2 separate regions of the Gossypium hirsutum genome follow, and region 1 is linked to region 2. The links are chromatin contacts, called in public Hi-C maps. All regions are on one chromosome and are shown on one strand. The core of a region is the stretch at or near the end of the contact, and the rest is flanking DNA. Distances in the headings are between cores, read along the strand shown.

The links. Hi-C and Micro-C count contacts between places; a contact is called where the count stands out from the background.
Region 1: a contact with region 2 is called in a Hi-C map of leaf, with 3 times the contacts expected there. The contact joins the enhancer-like site here to the promoter of LOC107947190 in region 2. A contact is called at or near these places in 4 of 34 Hi-C or Micro-C datasets (callus and leaf).

Annotation. Positions count from the first base shown.
Region 1 is chrD12:60,376,707-60,380,447 of Gossypium_hirsutum_v2.1, reverse strand. No RefSeq gene overlaps it. Among protein-coding and RNA genes, the nearest start is that of LOC107947196, 8.6 kb to the left of the region's middle. Within about 2 kb of position 2,402, at least 8 of the 9 cell types and tissues checked have an H3K27ac peak or open chromatin away from gene starts, as enhancers often do. A contact at or near this core is called in leaf, where this site is marked.
Region 2 is chrD12:60,327,904-60,331,838 of Gossypium_hirsutum_v2.1, reverse strand. It overlaps LOC107947190 (two-component response regulator-like APRR5), which reads left to right and starts at 1,471. Exons shown (of 7, transcript XM_041107560.1): 1 at 1,471-1,937; 2 at 2,402-2,532; 3 at 2,619-2,729; 4 at 3,012-3,177; 5 at 3,274-3,580; 6 at 3,693-3,935. The coding sequence starts at 1,691.

The sequences.
Region 1 (3,741 bases), core at 1,153-3,652, 48 kb before region 2:
AATTAATTTATTTGAATTTTAAAAAAATTATGAATTTTTTAATTTAATTAATTAAAATCGAATCAATGATGTAATTGGCTAAATCAAGAATTGGTGACTGCTCGATTCTAAGTGATTTGAAAACTATGATAAAAAGCAAACATTAAAACCCAAAAATTTAAAGTAGTAGTGCTAAAATAGTTGAAGGAAACGACAAGGTTCAATGTCGTAAGTAAGGTCGATTCTCGTTTTAAGTTCCTTTTTTGAACAGAAAAAATTATTAATAGGAAGAAGAAGAAAGGGAAGGGGGTAAATCAACTATGGGGTACGTATTGAGGGTAAGATTGGCGTCATTCTTCACGGGGGCTGCTACGGCGTCGTTTCTCGGCCTCTACATCCTCTACAAAGATTACAAGGTTGCTCATGAATCTATCGCCCAACAGGTCCTTTCGCCCCACATTTTCCTTTTTCACATTGTTTGGTTTCATAGCATATTAATTGCCTTTCAGTTTCCGATTAAATTTATGGGTTAATTTCCATTTTCGGATTTATGCTCATTTTCAAGTTTTGTTTAGCAAAAAACCATATTCATGGCGGTATCGAAGCTTGGAAAACTGAACTTTAGATGTTTCATTTTATAATTTTTCCCTCTATGTGATTGGTTCTGCTGCAGGATTGTTTGTTTACCATGCATTTGGTATATGAAGGAGGCGCTGATTGGTATATATGCTTGGATGATTAGTGATTATGTATGAAAATATTAGAATATCGTCGGTTGTTCACTATTCTGGCTGTGGGGGATATATGCTATTAGAGTTATCTCTTTAGGCTGATTTTCAGGTCGAAATTAGCCCGATTAAGATGCATAGGTGGGAGGGGGGGTTGACAATGCAATGTAATAAAAGCCACACTATGTACTTAAACATTGCTAGTAGATGAAATGGAGAAGTTTTAGGGTATAGGGATTCAAGTTAAAATTTCTTATTCTTTGTTCATCTTTTGACATTATTCATTTGGAATGATCAATTCTTTTCCATACTTTTAGTGCATTTTTGCTTTTCATCCAATTCGGTCCGATTCTCTGTTAGTTGTTCCTGTCTGGTGGCGGACCTTTTTCATCCATAGTTGTTCTTTATTGTGCCTTATGGAACCCGTGGTATGCTAGCTATAGATGTAGTTTCTTCAAGAGTGAAGCCATAAGATGTATATTATATAGCAAAGGATAGAATAGTATTAAGACAGATAATTAACACCGGATGCTTGATTTATATAGAAAGATTCTACCACTCGAGACTATATATTAGAACCATCCCAATGAGGTAATAGTTGCTCTTGGTTAATGATGCTTTAATTAACCGAATAATTAACAAAATCGAATACGTTTGTCTTGTTTGTTTGGTTAGAATCAAATTCATGCATGCCTTTCAGGAGATCTAACATAGGCACTTTTTTTTTTTTTTGGTGTGTGCGTATGTGCTTATATTTTTTTACTTGTCTCTTTGTCTCAAGGTGAAAAGTCTTCACGGGCCTCTGGATAGGCGAATCTCTGCTCTGGAAAGTTTGAAACATGCTGAAACTTCACTGCATGTGGATGCTACGAAGTAAGTCCTTGGGGGCAAAAAGAATTTTGCTGTACGCGCGATTGTTCCTCAGTAATGATTTTATTTTCCTTGACTAGTAATACTAAATAATTGTAGTTGAACTATTATGTTCTTTATGGAACGATAGTACACTCTGCAAATTTATATGAACAGTGATTTCATATGAAATTTAAGCTAAAGAGAATTCAGTCTGTCTGTGATTTGCTGCATCTTTTAGTAGCGTAGTTAACTTACAATTGCCTTTACTACAGTAAATAAATGCTTCATTAAGAAAGTAATCATATTTAAAAGCTGTGTTTAATTTTTAACTATATATGATACTATGTCTCAAATGGTGAAAGCATATATCCAGGACATACATTCAGCCCGAATGCACACATAACCTCCCTACCAGCTGCGTTTTTAGTTCAACGGCCTCCTTAGCATCTTTAAGTTTGCAGTAAAAGCTAAAACCTAGGTTTTATGTCTAATTTACACTGTTCATGCTTATCATTTAGCCTAATTAGAGGTACCACTACACCCCTCGTGGAGGGTTACAACTATGATTTATAGATTAGATGCCAATGCGCCATATATTATTTTACTTACCATCCAAGCCATTAGCATTTCTCTATATGAGAAAGCGTGGTATTTGGTAGCCACATATTTATTACTCAGAAATGGGGCTCATAGTCAGTTGGCGTGTATCAGGTCCTATTTCTAACTGCATGGCCATGTTACATGTACTATACTACTTTTGGATCCTATATGATTCTGGGTATAATATGGCAGAGCCCCATCCAAATATGCTTAATTATTATGGGCTTTTTTTTGGAAATTTTCATAACTAAGGGCAATAAAAAAAGCATAAGCAATCAAGCATTCTTTTGTTGCTTTATGAAAGGCTTTGGGGCCTCTAGCCTGACCCAATTTCCACTTGTTCCTTTTTGAAAACTGACACGTTTTTTACTTTAATTTGTACCATACGGAATTGAACAACTATCTGAGTAACACTGTTAAGTTGTTAATATGAAAATCAACAACTCAGCAATAAAAATCAATTTACTAAAATAAATTTTGAAAAACTAAAAATGAAATTCATAATTAAGCACTTATACAAAAGCATATGCAAATTTAAAAAATAAATAATAAATAAATTATACCAACACCACAAAGTTTTAAAATTGAGTGATCAAAATATAAATTTATTAATAATTTAATAATTGAATAAGCAATAAAAAAAGATTTGACAATTTTAAAAAATTGAAAGAAAAAAGTCCCACATGGTACAAAAGAAAGAGAGGGGGAAATAAAATAATAAAACACTAAAACCAGAAAGTGCCAAAGATAATATTCTGATGGAGAGATTGTTGAAATCTTTTGTAGGACCATGTGGTCCCCTTTTAAGGGATATAAGAGTTAAGACCCATGTCCCATTCACATGGCTCCCCCAATCCCAAAATACCATAATCTAATTTATTTACAACTTTACTATATTTTAGTATAAAATTAACAACAAAATACTAGTAATAATAGCTTAGCTTTGAGTTTAAAAAGGGAAAGAGCATTATAGCAATTTGGTTTTGGTTTCCTTGGCGGTGGTAGCATTATAGAAATTTATGTTGAATCAAAAGCAAATATACCCCAATGCCCAAATGGGAGGGAGGTCCATACCATACCCTCCTTATTCCATTGTTCCTTGGTGGAGAAACATGTCTCCCACCACCCTTTTTTTTCATATCTTTTAACCTACTATTGTATTTCTACGGTCAACTTTTCGATTTAATCCCTTTTTATGAATTTGTGAGATAAATAAATATTTTTTTAATTAAAATCCATACGTATTAGTATTGGTTTTTTCTTATATAAAATTTTGAACCTTATAGATTTTTTGCAAATTATTTAATATACATAATAATTATAAATATGAAACTAAATAATTTTTAAATAAAAATTTTTCATTCAATAAATTCAAAATAATAAGATGAAAGTTCCATAAGAACATACACATAAATCAATGTTCATGAAGCTTATAAGAATTTTCATCAATACAAAAAAAAACCTGATTACTATGATTGTTCTTACACCAACTGATATAATCGAAAGTAATGTGAAACTCATTAGACAGTCTAAATTAAATCGATTTACACTCATTTTTACTCACCTATACGAGTAAAGAGTA
Region 2 (3,935 bases), core at 222-2,721:
AAAAAATAAGTATAATTAAAGAGTTTAATATATTTTTTAACTTTTTTAAAACATAAATCATACGTGTGGGTTTGGTCCTTAAAACATGTATTATGGTTTGTTTTTGTATTAATTAACTATTTAATTATTAATGTAATAATATGAGGAAAAAGTTCATTTAGGACAAATGTGTTAAAATAGTTGGACATAAAATAAGATATTTTCAAAATAAGCGAACAAAAATTATTCGTTTCCGTCACCAGATTAGGGTTACAGAGTATTACCATACAAATCAAAACGTTTAATTTCAAAACGGAAAAAATTATGCAACTTAATATAATCATAGTAAAAATACTAACCAAGCCTTCGGGACCTTAAAAATAACTTGGGAACAATCAGGAACCAATTTGAAACAAAATAGAAAATTTTGAAAAAAAAAAACTTGAAAAATAGGAAAACAGGGGTCACACGGTCGTGTGACGTAGTCCAGACCGTTCCGGTTACAGAGACAGGTTAGGGGTGTTACAAATTTCTTCTCTTTGTTAAAAATTATTTTGAATTTTTATGAACTTTTATTTATTTATTTTTCTGAATATTTTTATAAATTTTAAATTATTTGTTGATGTATCATTTAAGAAAAATAGTGTTGTATTAGTATGAAGTATACATGAACTAATATCGTAAAAAATATTTTAGTCAATATTGCTATTTAAAAAAATGATTTGACTTTATAAAAATGTTAATAATCAAAATTAGCTTAAAAATAAGAACAAAAAATGGCAAAAAAGATGTAAAAATTAAGGATTAAAATTACTATTATGCTTTCTAAAAAAAAAGATAAAAGGTCCCTTCAGCTTCTATTTCCAAATAACTCAATTCCTTTTAAACCTTAGGTTTACTTTATTGTTTAATAACATAAAATAAATTTAAAAAGAAAACGAGTGACTAAAATGAGAAATTTGATTAAAATGGATGACTAAAATGAATGTTCCCTTATCCTGCCATTAGCCAAATAAACGGTGAGGGATTAAACCGAAAAAACTATCTAACCATGGTGTTTTATTTGAGATTTTTATTTTCAGTGACCAAATCGAATATTTGTTAAAGTTGGGTGACTTAATGGTGCAGTTTATACATTTGAAAAAAAGAAGAAGAGAAAAGAGCTCCGCTGCAACACGCCCACGTGTTGGGTTACTGTCCAGTAAATCGAATGTCTCCTTAAAAGCACTCACAGAAATAATATCTGCTTCGAAATAGATTTTTTAGCAGTGGGTCCCACACAAGAAAAATATCCCCAAACGCCGAAGCCGAAGCCGAAGCCGAAGCCCATGTTTGACCCCTTATTTTTCATTCATTCTTTTTTCTTTTTGGTAAAATATGAGCCCCACAATCCATGGCTTTCCGTAGGCCACACAAAATAGATTTTTAGATATTTTCCACCTTGGTCGCCGGTCAGATATTTATCACCGTTGGATTAGAATTAGATGGATACTTGATTCAGTTTCTTACCGTTCGATTAAAGTTAAGATTTCTATTATTATTATTATTATTTTTTTTTGGTGGTATAGCCAATGTTGGTTTTAGTAGTTGGGAATTGGACTGATTTTCGATTCTTTACTTTGCTTTGCTAAGTTCAGAGTTGTAAAAAAAAAAAAAAAAGCAATAGATTTTAGTGGTATACAAGAAAAGAAGCAGAAAAAAAAACAAAACTATGGGGGATTTTGTGGTGATGAGTTGCGAGGAAGTGAAGGAGGTGAAAGGTAACAGTGATACAGAGATGGAAAATGGGGAATTTGAAGGGATAAAGAAGAAGAAAAAGAAGCAGCAGCAAGAAAGTTGTGTCTATGGCGAAGTGGTGAAATGGGAAAGGTGGATGGCTTTGAGGGTTTTGTTGATCGAAGCTGATGATTCAACCAGGCAAATTATAGCTGCTCTTCTCAAGAAATGCAATTATAAAGGTTAGGGCAAATCCCTTTTTTTACCTCATTTTTATCCCTGAACTATTACTATTTGTTTCTCCTTTTTTTTAAAGTACAACAAAGGGTGTTATTTGATCTTGGAATTAAGCTGTTTTCAAATAAGAAATTCTTTAGAATTGTTTTATACTACATTTGGAACTGAAAATGGTGCATTTCCCCCCATCTTTTTGAGCAGTTTCTGCAGTTCCAGATGGGTTGAAGGCATGGGAGATGCTGAAGGGAAAACCCCATAACTATGATCTCATTTTGGCAGAAGTGGATTTGCCATCTATATCTGGATTTGCTCTTCTTACACTAATCATGGAGCATGAGCTTTGTAAAAGCATCCCTGTTATAAGTATGATATAAAAAGATACGAATTTGTTATAGTTTCTACTATGGGTCCGTAACAAACTAAACTTAAATCAAGTTTCTTGTTTTGTCATTTTGCGTGAATATTGCAGTGATGTCCTCACAAGATTCAGTTAGCACAGTATACAAATGCATGTTGAGAGGGGCTGCTGATTACCTTGTTAAGCCAGTAAGGAGAAATGAACTGAGAAACTTATGGCAGCATGCGTGGAGAAGACAATCAGTATGCTTTTCTTCTTTTACTTTATTTGTAATAATTTTCCAATTTTTTTTGTTCTGATCCTGTTTTGTATCTGTTGTTTGAATCAGTCTATAATTGGCGGAAACTTCCCCGGGGATGAGAGCATTGGACGCAAACAGGTTGAAGCTACCTCTGAAAATGATGCTGCAAGACAAACTGATAAAGGAAGTGATACTCAGGTCAGTGCCATTTGAGCTTTGTTGTTTGATTGATCAGTGAATTTCCTATATATAAGATTTGCCTTACGCTTAACCGCGCCATTTAAGATGATATACTATTTCCATAGCGGTGAATTTTTGGTGTGTGGAGTGTTAAAGCTTATATGCTATCTTGTCACGAATTCAAGTAGGGATTTATGTGTATTGAAGAGGTCACTCATGGTCAAAAGGAATTTGTTTTTGTTTACAGTTTAAATTGGGTACATGAAGTTTACAATAATGCATAATTACTATCTCTTGCAGAACTCTTGTATAAAGCCGGACATGGAAGCTGAGAGTGCCGACATGGAAACTATCCAGGAATTTTCAGACTTGATAAAGGGAAAATCGCAACCAAGTGGATCGCAGATGCATGAAGCTCATGATTGTTTAAATCAGAATCTGCTCATGCATGAGACGAAAACTAGTGGTAAGACAGGAAATTTTTTGAGTTTTGGCATTGCTTTTCTGCTCAGTAGGAGAACATCTAACCTTTTATCAATGTCTCAATCAAATTTGTAAGCAGTCAATGCCTGCAAGGATCCCAACCTGACAGCTGCGTACAAGGGTGTTGAACTGGAATGTCAAAGAACGAATATGAATATTTCGGTTGAGGCTGGTAATGCACTTGCTGATTCACCAAGAGAAGCTATTGATTTCATGGGAACATTTAACAGAAATTTCAATTTTTCTTCAATAAATAGCACAAGCAAGTTTGATTCTTCTCCACCCTTAGATCTTTCCTTGAGAAGATGTAATAATAATGATTTTGAGAATAATGTTGCTCGAGAAAGACCTATTCTCTGGCATCCTAATTCATCAGCCTTTACAAGGTTGGTTTCTGTTGTATTTTGAAGTGTTTTAGAACAAATGGATAGCATTTTTTTCTTTTGCGCATCTTAAATCCGATAATTTCATCTTTTTTGTTGCTAATCATAAATACAGGTACTCTAATAGACTATCACAGCCCCAGCATTCAACACTGACAAGTATCAGTAATAAAAAAAAAGAATCTGGGTCTAATTCCGAGACGATATTGTCCAATATCGTTTCTGAACATGATGCTGCTACTCCTAGTCCCACGGTAACCTCTCAAAGAAACATGATTCCTTCGACTGCGGGAGCTACTGATCAATCGAGGCACACTGAAGTAGCCACATCATGCATGGAACAGAGAGAATGTCCAAG